Regions from separate parts of the Sus scrofa genome. Here region 1 is linked to region 2. A link is a contact called in public Hi-C data. All regions are on one chromosome and are shown on one strand. The core of a region is the stretch at or near the end of the contact, and the rest is flanking DNA. Distances in the headings are between cores, read along the strand shown.

Region 1 (2,700 bases), core at 146-2,645, 270 kb before region 2:
TAAACATTGGCTGAACATTCCAAAAAAAAAAAAAGAAAAAATTAGTGTTAACAGACCATATTAAAAGAAGAGAAGTTATATGATAATTTCGATAAATGCATTTAGGGCATAAAACAAAATTCAAAAACCACTTGATTAAAAACTCTTGGGTAACTTAATATGATAAAGGACATGTATCTTTAAAATTTTATAGCTAATATCATACTTAATGGTAAAAGATGAAACACTTTCCACTGTACTCTAGAACAAAAGTAGAATAACCATTGTCACACTTCTAGTCAATAAAAATTTCACTAGTCACAGCAAGTGCAATAAGGCAAGAAAAAGAAATAAAAGGCATAAATATCAGAAAGGATCCATAAGACATGACTGTCTATAAAAAAACTCCATAGGAACATACAAAACAAGTAGACTAACGTGTGACATCAGCAAAGTCACAGGATACAAAAAATAAAAAGAACAAATGAAGCTACACGAAACTCAATGAAGAGGTTAAGAGTTCTTGAATAACCAGCACAATATTAAAAGAAGAAAGTCAAAGGACTGACACTTCCTAACTTCAAGAATTACTGTAAAGCAAGACTAATCATGACAGTGCATGGTTACTGCTGAAAGAAAGACAAATAGATCAATGAAACAGAAGAGAGAGTCCAGAAAGAGACTCACATAAATACAGTCAGCCAATCTTTGACAGAGGAGCAAAGGCAACACAATGGAGCAAAGATAATTTCAACAAATGATACTGGAACACACAGAAGAACATCTAGGTGACCTTGAGTATGATGAAGACTTTTTATTTATTTATTTATTTTTTGGGTCTTTTTGCTATTTCTTGGGTCACTCCAGCGGCATATGGAGGTTCCCAGGCTAGGGGTCTAATCAGAGCTGTAGCCACCGGCCTACACCACAGCTCACGGCAACGCCGGATCATTAACCCACTGAGCAAGGGCAGGGATTGAACCTGCAACCTCATGGTTCCTAGTCGGATTTGTTAACCACTGCGCCACAATGGGAACTCCCTGATGAAGACCTTTTTGATACAAACACTGGAGGCACAATCTGTTAAAGAAATAACTGATAAGCCAGAATTCATTAAAATTAAAAACTTCCTGCTCTGTGAAAGACACTGTCAAGAGAGAATGAAAAGAGAAACCACACACTTAGAATAAATAATTGCAAAAGACAAATTTGATAAAGGACTGTTAGCCAAAATATAACCACCACCCCCAAAAAACCCTCTTAAAACTTAGTAAGAAAATGAACAAGTGGAATTCTTGTTGTGGCATAGCAGGTTAAGAATCCAACTGCAATGGCTTGGATCCTTAGGAGGCATAGGTTTGATCCCAGGCCTGGTGCAGTGGGTTAAAGGACCTGGCACTGCCAAAGCTGTAGCTGAGGCAAAGGTTGTACTCAATCCCTGGCCAATGGACTTTCCTGTGCCGCAGGTGAGACCATTAAAAAAAAGAAGAAGACAATTTTAAAAGTGGAAAGAAGACATGAACAGACACCTCATCAAAGAAGATAAAAAATGGCAGTAAGTATATGTCAATAGTTATGAGAAAAATAAATTTATTATACACCATGTACGTCTTAGTGTGTTCTGGCATACTGCTCTTATGGAATCTAATTGAAAAGAGTACTCCAAACTGAACTAAGTATGTTCAAACAAGTATTTGATGTTATTTTTTATATGCTTTGAATCAGAAATTCAAAACTCAAGAAAGGACATACACCAAAAGCAGAAAGAAATGAATAAGATTTAACTGAGAAAATAAAAATAAGATTATAATAGAAATGAAAGTAACTTACAATGCCCCCAAAATGATAAATTCAAACGAAAAATGAAAAAGAGGCATTGAAGAAAAGCAGGGAAATAACCTAAGAGAATGAAAATGAGATAAAGACACAAAATGGGAAACAGAGAAGTGGTAGAAATGGAAGAAAAACAGAATACCTATGTATAATTGGAGTTTCTAAACACACCCACACACAAATAATGAAACAATTAACATTTAAAACTAGAATCCAAGGGGTTACCTAGAGCTAAGTGAGTGAGGAAAAATGGGGAATGATAGCTGAAAGGGTTTCATTCTGACATGATGAAAATGTTCTAAATTGATTTTCGTAATGGCTGCACAGCTGTGAATATGCTAAAAATCAGTGCACTATACACTTCAAATGGGAAAACTGTATGATGTGTGAATTATAACTCAATAAAGCTGTCATTTTTTATAACTGAGTAGGACCCTATAGGGCCTTCCAGGGACAGATCCCTCCCCCACATCCTTTGCTTTAGCTTCTCTCTAGCACCTAGGTAACAGCATCTGGTGCATATTTCCTGAACTGTTTTATACATGCTAAAACTCCCACCAAACAGAAAATGTTAACTTTCTGATGACCATGAGCACAGAGCCCTCAGGCCTACTGAAGCCTAAGGACTGATAATGTTAACCCCTAGAACACCACCCTGTCACCTCACATCAACCAACCACAGAATTGTGCACAAGCTGATCACACACCCGGGACACCCCTCCATCCATCACCTGGACTTTAAAAAGCCTTTCCAGAAACCCTTCAGAGAATCCAAGTATTTTGAGCACTAGCTGCCCTGGACTCCTAGCTTGGTGCCCTGCAATAAACACTGCACTTTTTTTCATCACAACCCACTGTCAGTGGATTGGCCTTACTGTGTTGTGTGCA
Region 2 (2,700 bases), core at 104-2,603:
GGCGAAAGGAAATCAGGGAAAGGGTGGAGTCAAGTCCTAAGTGTTTGGGTCCCTAACGCGACTCAGCAACTCAGAATTTGTTCACAGCACCGGGAACCAGGCAATGACCTGCGGCAAACGTGTCTAGAATTAATCAGCTCTGCCCCCACCCACCCCTCCACAAAAGCTCTCTCGCTTCTTATTCCCCTAAGGGAAGGTGACTGCAGCCTGGGAGACTCCCCAGCTGTGACTCATCTACAGAATCAAATCTGATCCCCCAAGCGCCGGATTCACGAGGCCCTGACCTACCCCTCTGCCGGCCCCAGTCCACATTTCCAAGCCTAACCTCGAACTCTACACCTCCCCCCACCCCCCACCGCGATTTCCTATCTCGCATCTCTGGCTTCTCTTCAGGTGCCTACCCAACTTCACCGGTCACAACCCTTTCAGCTGCAGCTGTGTTTCTCCGTCCCCATCGCCTCGGCATTCTCACAGCTTCTGGGTGGCGTCCCTTAAAAAGTATACCTAGTATCCCAGCTTTAGCGCAGATGCCTCATCTGAGGATGCTAAAGTCTTATAAGCGCCCCTTTGTCTCCCCCTGCGGCGCCGAGAGCCGAGAGCCGTGCGGGGCGCACAGGAAGTGCTCAGAAACTTAGCCCCGGGGCAGCAGCCTTGCCCAGAGAGGGAGTTGGGTGCGCAGAGACTCAGTCGGGCTGAGCGTGGGCACCCCCTCCCCCAAAGAACAAGGGTCACCAGGACAAGAACCTGAGTTCAGGGCCAAGCAGCCCCTCTGCGCTCTCCCGAGCGGTGAGCGAGACTAACCAGGGCCAGCGCCCCTTCCTTCCGGAACCGCTCCGCGAGCCCCGAACCACCCACACCCCAGCGCCCTCACCTTGTAAACTTTGCCGAAGGCACCGTCGCCCAACTCGCCCACGATCTCCCACACCTCGTTGGGATCCAAGTCCCGGCGGACGTGCTCGTATTCGCGGGACTTTCTCTTTTCGAAGGTAGACAAGCGCAAGATGCGGCGGAAATTGGCGAAAGCCATGGCTAGGGGCACGCGAGCCGGGGGGCGAGGTGGCGCCGGCTCGGGCTCGGGCTGTGGCTCCGGCGGCCGCGAAGAGGAAGGGCTGGAGAGACGCCGCGGCGCTTGGGGTTCTCCCCAGACCCGCCCTTCCCCGCAGCCGGACACGGGTCAAGTGCGCCCAGGGCTCAGCGCCGCGGGAGCACCCGGAACCGCGCAGGCGGCTGTGGTCCCCGCCCCCGCTCGGTCCTGTCCCCGGGCTGCCTCCCGATGCCTGCCCGGCTCGCGCCGCGCCCCCGCCCAACCCGCCAGCCCCGGGACGCGTTCCGGGTACCCGGCCCCGCGCCCGCCCTCCTGCCCGGCTCCACCTGCAGCTCTTCGGCAGCGCCCAGAGACCCCCTAATTGGCTGCGGGCGCTGCCGGGCTCCGCCCATCGCCGCAGGGCACTCTGGAAACTGTAGTTCCCCCCGCGCGCCGCGAGCTGGCGAGCCACCGACCAGGCTTTGGGGAGTTGAGGAAACCCTTCAGCCGGGACCCCTCCGGGTCTGGGAGACCCGCCGCCTCTTATGGCTCCCCAAATTTCTGCGGGAGCAGGAGGGGAAGCGAATTGGCTTGTCACGAGTGCCCACTGATTGTTGTCCAAAGACCAAGAAGGCGAACTGGCATTAATCATTTAACCCGCCGGGTAACCATCCCGCTAGGCTGCTCTGCTCGCGCCCACTTTTCAGCTGGGAGCGCCAGGCGGGAAGGGCACCGGTCCGGGGCTACATATCCTGCTGGTGGATCCGGTGCCGGTTCCTCGGCGCGATGCTGCCTCCTAGCGAGGAAAATGCTGCGCCCTTGCGGCCGTGGGTGAGTCCCTGGAGGCCCAGGCTGGTTTCCTGCTTCCCAGGGGCTCTGCCCCATGGTGATCCACCGGCCAGGGTTGCTGGGCTAGGAGAAGAGCTCCTTGAGAGTTTATCACATGCTTCATAAGGGATCTTCAGATATATTTGCATATTAAGTAAAACGTTTCTTAATTTCCCAATTTTTCTAAGTAAGCTCCCCGTACGTAGAACCGAAATCTTTTGACCACCATCATCTTCGATCCTGGTCGTTTTCACCTGCCACTATTGTCTCTAGGACAGTTATACTTTTATGTATGTATGTATGTATGTATTTAAGGGCCGCAGGTGTGGCATACGGATGTTCCCAGGCTAGGGGTCTCATCAGAGCTACAGCGGCGGGTCTACGCCACAGCCACGCCAGATGCGAGCCTCCTCTGCGACCTACACCATAGCACCTCGCCTAAACACTGGATCCTTAACCCATGGAGTGAGACTAAGGATTGAACCCGCCTCTTCGGGGTTACTATCAGTTTCGTTTTTTCTGCTAAACCACAAAGGAAACTCCCTAGGACGGTTATACTTTTATCTAAATCTGCTAAGTAGGTTCCAAGTAGCAAGTCCGGAGGGTTGGGCAGCCTGTAAATCTTCTTATGGTAACTCTCCCTCATAAGCAAATGCAATCTGAGTGAAAGTCATACCCCAATTGTCCCCATCCCTGTGGAGAACCATCAGTGTGGAGATATTTTCAGCCCTCCCTGAGCCGTATGCAAACACCAATTACAGTTCCAAATGTAGAAAGCCAACCACAGAAGGCTGGGGTGCTGGTGGTGGTCTGTAAGAAGGGCACCCTGAGCAAAAGTTGCCAAGCAT

What was found. A called contact is a pair of places that touch in the nucleus more often than the background predicts.
Region 1: a Hi-C map of liver shows a contact between it and region 2, with 4 times the contacts expected there. The contact joins the enhancer-like site here to the promoter of STK10 in region 2. A contact is called at or near these places in 5 of 47 Hi-C or Micro-C datasets (fetal skeletal muscle, liver, omental adipose tissue and 1 more) and 1 of 2 datasets of contacts at active chromatin or transcription factors (alveolar macrophages).

What each region holds. Positions count from the first base shown.
Region 1 is chr16:52,270,961-52,273,660 of Sscrofa11.1, reverse strand. The region is part of intron 2 of FBXW11 (F-box/WD repeat-containing protein 11); the gene reads right to left. Among named protein-coding and RNA genes, the nearest start is that of FBXW11, 60 kb to the right of the region's middle. Within about 2 kb of position 1,395, at least 2 of the 83 cell types and tissues checked have an H3K27ac peak or open chromatin away from gene starts, as enhancers often do. A contact at or near this core is called in liver, where this site is marked.
Region 2 is chr16:52,002,421-52,005,120 of Sscrofa11.1, reverse strand. STK10 (serine/threonine-protein kinase 10) reads right to left here and starts at 1,353. Exons shown (of 19, transcript XM_021077114.1): 1 at 872-1,353. The coding sequence starts at 1,027.